Regions from separate parts of the Mus musculus genome. Here region 1 is linked to region 2. Evidence: chromatin contacts called from public promoter capture Hi-C data. All regions are on one chromosome and are shown on one strand. The core of a region is the stretch at or near the end of the contact, and the rest is flanking DNA. Distances in the headings are between cores, read along the strand shown.

Region 1 (3,741 bases), core at 615-3,114, 270 kb after region 2:
GAACATTGAGATAACAGCATGAGTATTATAATAGTAACTTTTTGGCTTGTTAGTAGCATTCTTCAGTGTCACCCATAAAAAACCACATTGAGTTCCTATGTAAGTTCAGGAAGAGCTGCCTGGGGGTCAGCTCTGACTTAAGATATTTTAGACATAACAGTTCATATTGACCATTAATTTGTTGGGTCCTACCCTGTCCAACACACACACACACACACACACACACACACACACACACTCCAATATCTCCTACATCACCAAGTCAATTTGGTTTCACCTGAAAGAACACTCTCCACACTGCTAGCGCCTTGTCCCACGTGCTCCATTGGGTCTGTCAACAGCAAAGCCTGGCTGGCGGAGATTTTAGCTGGAAGGACATTCCTGTTGTAACAGTGTTCTTTAAGTTAATGCAAATCAAAGCCAATGAGATTTCATCTTACCTCAGAATGGCTATTACCAAGAAAACAAAGGACCACAAACGCTGGGAATGATGGGAGTTGGGGAAGTGATTCTTATATGTAGTTGGTGGGTCTGCAGATTAGACCCCATATATAGAAATTAGAAGTTCCTCAAAACAAAACAGACTGGACTATTTATATGATCCAGTTCTACCATTTCTGGGTGTGTACCCAAAAGACTCAAACTCAGTTTGCCATATAGACACCTGCACACTAGTGCTTGTGAGATATTATTCACAATACAAGGTTATGGCATCAACCTGGGAAATGTGGTGTATATACACTGTGAATTCTACTCAGCAATAAAGAAGAACAAGACAACACCAGTGAGGTGGCTCAGCAGGTAAGAGCCCTTGCCAGGGAAGCCTGTCAGATGGAGTCTATGCCTGGATGGCATGGTGGAAGGACAGAAGACATCAAAGTTGTCTTCTGACTTCCTCATCACATCTCTCTCTCTCTCTCTCTCTCTCTCTCTCTCACACACACACACACACACAGAGTAATAATAATACAAAAAAGGACAAAAATAATTTCAAGAAAATGGATGGAACTTGTTCTTCATATTATGTGAAAACCAGACTCAGAAAGATACATGGCATGCTTACTCTCTAACAGGAGACTCAGCAGGGGGAAGGAAGGAAGAAAGAGGTGGGACCATCAAGGGCGTGAGTGAAGGGAGGGGACATGGTAAGAAAGGGTAACAAGAGCCTATCTTCAAAGTGCCTTATGTGCGTGTGTAAAAAAAAGTCACATAAAGTCTATTGCTTTGTACAATTACTATCCATTAGTTTAAAAAAGGAGGAATCACAATCCCTTTTTGGTCGAAGTGATAAGATGGTGAGAATGTGTCCTTTGCATTTTCGCAAAACTGTAAAAAGAAAGTCTAGGTCTCTGGGGGAAAAGAAATCAGTCAATAATCAAAGCAAGGCAGTGTCAAAACACTTGTGATGTCAGCTTCCAGGAAGCTGAGGCAAGAGGTCTGTGAGTTCTAGGCTACATAGCAAGCCTGGGCTATTGGGATACACTGTTGGGATACCTTTGTGTGTTTCTGGATTCTATTAATTCTGCAGAGGCAGAGAGCTAAATACTAGCTGCAGCTTGGTGTTATTACTTCTATGGCCCCTCACCGGTCTTATATTTTGTAAGTAGTTGTTATTCCTCACTGGCCTAAGGCAATCTAGAATTGTATCTGCTTGGCTGTAATAAAAATCTGACGGCTAATAACTGGGCAGGAAGTGGAGGGTGGGTCTTCTGGGCAGAGAGAGGGACGCTGGGAGAAGAAATGAGACTCAGGAGATTCTCCAGCAAACTTGGAGGTGGACTTTTGTCAGGCGAGATTAGCATCTGAGCAGACCCTATAATCACAAACGTTCTCAATAGGTCCACTAGGAGTCAGTAGAGACTTCCTCTCCGGTTACTCTCACTTGGGTTCCCAGATGTGGGCGGGGTTGGAGGACTAAGGTGACTGAGGAGAAAGGGGGCCCTGGAATATATCAAAGGGTACCCTCATCTTTGCAAGCAAGAGTTTGTCGGCCCAAGGAACCAAAAAGAACGTGGAATGGAGAGAGTGAAGGGAGAAGCAACCGGGTGAGGCTGGAGGAGCAGGAAGGCAGCAGACAGTGGAGGACTGGAGGGGCGGGGCTCGGACCTTAAGCGCAATGCCGGCACTCTCGGGGTGTTCAGGGTCACAGTCAAATGCTGTGGTCAAAGATTTCTAATTGTAAGGTGCAGCTTGGAAGCAGAAAGTTCACATTTGGGAGCCGGAGTGAGCATAATCAGAAAGGAGGCTCTACTGCCTCCTAGTGGACATTTTGAGATCATTGGTGATTTTGCATTTTTTTTATCTTGCTATGAAATAATAGGGGGAGCCCTATTATTTCATAGCAGAGACTAGTTTTGATGACCTGTGTTCTTTTTGTTTATTTTTTCATTTACCACAATTTTAAGTTATATTGTTCATATGTTTCTTCTATATCTCCCTGCAATATGTTCTCTCTTCATATAGTTCTGTCTGAAGTGGCTTCCAAAAAAAGTTCTTGAGTTAAATGCCTGGCTCTAAAAGCACAAAACCTTTGGGAGACTGGACCTAGGTGAAGGAAACTAGGTCACCGGGGACATGACCTCATAGGGGGTTATTAAGACTCAGACTTGCTATTTCCTGGATGCCATGTAAGGAGCAGGCCTCCTTTATGACGCTCTCCTGCTGTGATACAAGGATCTGACTCACCCACCCCAACAGAGTTAAGCAACCCTGAACTGAAATTGCTGAAGTCACGCAACAAACCAACCAAAAAACCGCTTTCTTCCTTCCGCGTGATTTATTCCAGGTATTGGTTATTGAAACAGAGAACTGACTGACAAACTTGCTAAAGGCAATATTCATAGTTGTAAACCCTGACGTATAAAGAGTTATTCTTCTAAACGGTATGCGTCAGTTAGGAGAATGGTTAGCTGCAGGCAACAAAAACATCTGATGGGAAATGTAAATGAGGAAAATACCTAAAAAAAAAAAAAAAAAAAAACCAAAAAAACCAAAAAACCAAAAAAACCAAAAACCAAAAAAACATCTGATGAGATGGCATTGAAAAACGTAAGTTTTTTTTTTTTCTCTTTTTGCTACCTGAAGAAATCCAGCTGTTAAAAATTGCCAGCCTGGTGTGGTTTTACGGTGGCAGTGGCATCAGGCACCCAGGCTGTCTCTATTTCTGCTTCATTATCCTGCCATGTTGATGTTGTCCCCACATGTGTTATCTCATGGCTGTAGCATCACTAGTCCAGATCCAGGCATCATGTCCAAGGGAGAACTGGAGGAATGAACAAGGGTGGTGCCAATCTCGTCTTCTATAGAAGAAAGAAGTATCCCAGGAGCGGCTGCACACATTGCTCCTGTGCCACTGCACACATTGACCTGTGCCTCGTCCAGAATTGTGTCCGAGGTTTTGGCTTCAAAGGAAGTTGGGAAAAAGTCCTTGTTTAAAGAAAACAATAAACATGAGTTGGTTTACTTTTTATTTTATGTGTATGAGTGTGTATTTTGCCAGTACTAAGTAAGTACACTGAATATGTGCCTGATGCTCTTAGAAGCCAGGAGGGAGCACTGGAGTTATAAGCTGCCTTGTGGATGAGAATGTGAAGACCTGAACCTGGGTCTTCTTCCAGAGCAGCTGCTGTGACTAGCTTAACTACAGAAGCCCCTCCCCAAACAGGGAAATTAGGTCTGCTCAGGAGTCAAAAGTTTTGGCCTCTGGAGAGGTTGGGGCTAAAAGATTAGAGGCTCATCATG
Region 2 (3,270 bases), core at 230-2,729:
ACACTTGATGCTGTAACCTGTTGGAGGACAGGGATGGATAGGCAATCAGTATCTCCTACAGCTCCTCCATACTGTCCCCAGCATGCACAGTCCCCAGATGGTCCCTTCAGAGACCCACCCTACAGAGCTGGTACAGGACTTAAGAAACTCCCCATCCTTTCAAATAAGGCCAATGTGCCCCTGGCCTGAGAACTCAGTGTGGCTCTAAAGGTGGAAGACAGGATCTAATTCATCCTTCTAAGGTCCCACTAGTGCCACACAAGATGGCAGGAAGGGGGTGATGGAGATCAAGGAGAGGCTGTCAGAGTGGGTTTTGAACAGATGGGGTGGAGAGAAAGGAACGTCCGCTAAACAGCAAGTGATTAGGAAGCAGAAGTGGGGATGTGGAATTGAAGCCAGTGCTCGGCTTCATACCCTTGAAACTGGCGCCCTAGTCTCCGTCAGGCTGGTGACCAGGAGTCGGGGCAGCACCAGGAGCCAGCCGGAGAAGCAGCATAGAACCCAATGCCTGGATGGAACGTTCTAGATATCAGCCACCCAAAGCGCCTACAGCTCCTGCCTTTTTATCCAGGAAGATGAGAGGGAAGGCTGGAAGCCCAAAGGCAGTTCCTCAGTGGCTCCCATCTCTGGGACATCTCCACTGAAGGTACCATCAGACAGTGAAGAGGTATGCAAACCTGGAGTGTATGTCAATGGAATGGATTTTCTGTCCAAAAATGGACGCCTGGGGCTGGAACTGCCATGCTCCCACACTGGAAACTCAAGGAGGTGCCAAGCCCCTGACTTTTACTGAGCAGCCTGATCACCCTAGCTAGGGAAAGGGCAAAGAAACACATGCTCTCCTCCCTCCTACTCCCAGCAGGCCCCCGCAGCCCAGGAGGGGACCTACCTTCAGAGGTGGGTGTGACGCTGAGCAGCTTGAGGTGCAAGCTGTGGACAGGGGTCTCACGGATGTCCTTGCTCAGTCTGCGCACTGGAGGCAGAGTGAAGGTAATCTCATACCTGTGCAGGATCTTCAGGAAGCCAACCTGCAGCAACAGGGGAGGAGGGAGAAGCACCTTCACTGGGGCTCCTCTAGGGCATCAGGGCGGCCGCCTGGGCTCCTGGTGGGCCCCAGCACCTGCCTCCCTGGAAGCCCAACGCTTGCTACTCTCCAGCTGTTCCAGGCCTTTCAACAATCCCTTCCCCTTAAGGCTCAAGGCCCAAGTGATTTCTGTTGTCCAGATACACTGCCTGGCAACCAATGCTGTCCCTGTGGGACAGGGGCCTTGGGAAATTTTTTGTGTGAAGGGTCACGCCCCAGTGTCTGTCTCAGAGACCCCATAGGCCTCAGTTTTATAGATAAGAATATGGAAGTCAGGAAGTGACTGCCTAGAGGTCACATTGTAAACAATAGAAAAGTCCTTCCTAGACCTCCTGGTCACTCCTGTCCTGTGTAGTACTCAGTAAGAAACCAGTCACAGCCAGGGAGGGGAAGCGTCACTCCAGCACCTATCCAGATCAAGCAGGCCAGGAAGGAATGCTGGTGACTTCATGACTTGATAGATGGCATGGGATTGAAGAGAAAACAGAACTGGAGAACTGGACATTAGGGTTTGGGGAATGGCTCAGTGGTAGACTATGTATTCAACACGTATGAGTCACTGGTTTTGATACCAAGAACCAACCAAACTAACTAACTACAACAACAACAAAAAAACCACTAAACTAGCTGTGGGAGCCCCCAGCAAGTCAAAAGCCAAATATTAACTAAACCTGTGATCCTGTCTGCCGACATGTGGTAATGGATGTGTGCCCACCTGCACACTCAGTGGTGCCATGTGATCAGTGACCTCTGCTCATGGCCCAAGTCATTTCTGTCATCCAGATACACTGCCTGGCAAACCGATGCTGTCCCTCTGGGACAGAGGCCTTGGGAACTTTTTGGTGTGAAGGGTCAGAATCTGAAATGCTTCTGAGAAGAGTGTCCTTCTGAAAGCTTTCTGAGGCAGGCGAGGTAGCTCTCGTCTACTCCCAGCATGGAGACCAAGGCAACAGGACTGCTACAGGTTGAAGAGCAGTGTGAGCTACCCAGTGAGCCGGGGCCAGAGCTCAGTTGGTAGAGTGCCTGTCTAGCATGCATGGCCCTGGGTTTGCTCCCATCACCAAATCAAATCAGGCCTAGTGGGCCATACCTGTAATCCCAGCACTCTGGAGGCAGGGGCAGAGGGATGGGAAGCCCAAGGTCATCCTTGGCTACACAGCCAGTTCAAGGACAGCTTGGAGTACATGAGACCCTGTCTTAAAAAAAGCAAAACAACACTTTAAAAAAAAAACAATTGGGTTTCTTTTTACTGGCTTACCACATGCTGTAGTGCTGTGCAGGTCAGATGATAATTTGCAGTAGCTGGCTCTATCCTCCCACCAAGTAGGTTCTGGGACCAAACTTAGGTAGCCAGGCTGGGCGAGTACCTTTACCTGCTAAGCCATGTCAATGGTCCTCAAAAGCTTATCAGGTCTACTGAGCGGGCACAGTGGGCGAAATGGTACTCACCACTGACTTGACAATTTGAATCTGGTCCTCAGAACCTACTCAAAAGAAGGGGTGGGCTGACTTTCGAAAGATGTCCACACCTCCATATGTATGCTATAGCACACGTCCCCCAAAATAAATAAATGTAAAAAGGCCGGGCAGTGGTGGTGCACGCCTTTAATCCCAGGACTCTGGGGGCAGAGGCAGGCGGATCTCTGAGTCCAAGGCCAGCCTGGTCTACAGAGTGAATTCCAGGATGGCCAAGGGATACATAGAGAAACCCTGTCTCTATAGTAGGTAGATTAGATAGATAGATAGATAGATAGATAGATAGATAGATAGATAGATAGATAGATAGATAGGGAGGAAGGAAGGAAGGAAGGAAGGAAGGAAGGAAAAGCTTTTTAAAAAAAAGCTTCCTAGGGGCTGGTAAGATGACTCAATGGATAGAGGTACTTGCCACACACACAGGCTTTGGACGTGAGGTCAGTCCAATGTGAAGTCCTGATTGCACACAGTGCTCCCTGACCTCCACATGCACGCTGTGGCACATGCAGAACAGTGCACACACAGTAATAATTTTAAAAGAAAATTTAAAGACCTTCTGGTTGTACTTGCAATACTGTGACCTGGGGTTCAGTTGTGACACTTGCCAGGGAAATACTCAGAGATGTGGAGGACAAAGCTTATCAGCACCCTGATTTATAAAAGAAATGGAAACACCCAGAACACAGAAGCAGCCACCACATATGCCAAAT

What was found. Capture Hi-C pulls out chosen DNA fragments and counts their contacts.
Region 1: a promoter capture Hi-C map of adipose tissue shows a contact between it and region 2. The contact joins two enhancer-like sites. A contact is called at or near these places in 5 of 39 promoter capture datasets (the 3T3-L1 cell line, the C10 cell line, hippocampal neurons and 2 more), 2 of 484 Hi-C or Micro-C datasets (the HPC-7 cell line and embryonic stem cells), 4 of 115 datasets of contacts at active chromatin or transcription factors (effector CD8 T cells, extraembryonic endoderm stem cells, large pre-B cells and 1 more) and 1 of 9 other capture datasets (adipose tissue).

What each region holds. Positions count from the first base shown.
Region 1 is chr2:131,421,122-131,424,862 of GRCm38.p6, forward strand. No RefSeq gene overlaps it. Among named protein-coding and RNA genes, the nearest start is that of Smox, 69 kb to the right of the region's middle. Within about 2 kb of position 1,865, at least 188 of the 459 cell types and tissues checked have an H3K27ac peak or open chromatin away from gene starts, as enhancers often do. A contact at or near this core is called in adipose tissue, where this site is marked.
Region 2 is chr2:131,147,267-131,150,536 of GRCm38.p6, forward strand. It overlaps 1700037H04Rik (RIKEN cDNA 1700037H04 gene), which reads right to left. Exons shown (of 6, transcript NM_026091.3): 4 at 890-1,028; 5 at 1-17. Among named protein-coding and RNA genes, the nearest start is that of Gm14232, 8.4 kb to the right of the region's middle. Within about 2 kb of position 1,480, at least 16 of the 459 cell types and tissues checked have an H3K27ac peak or open chromatin away from gene starts, as enhancers often do. A contact at or near this core is called in adipose tissue, where this site is marked.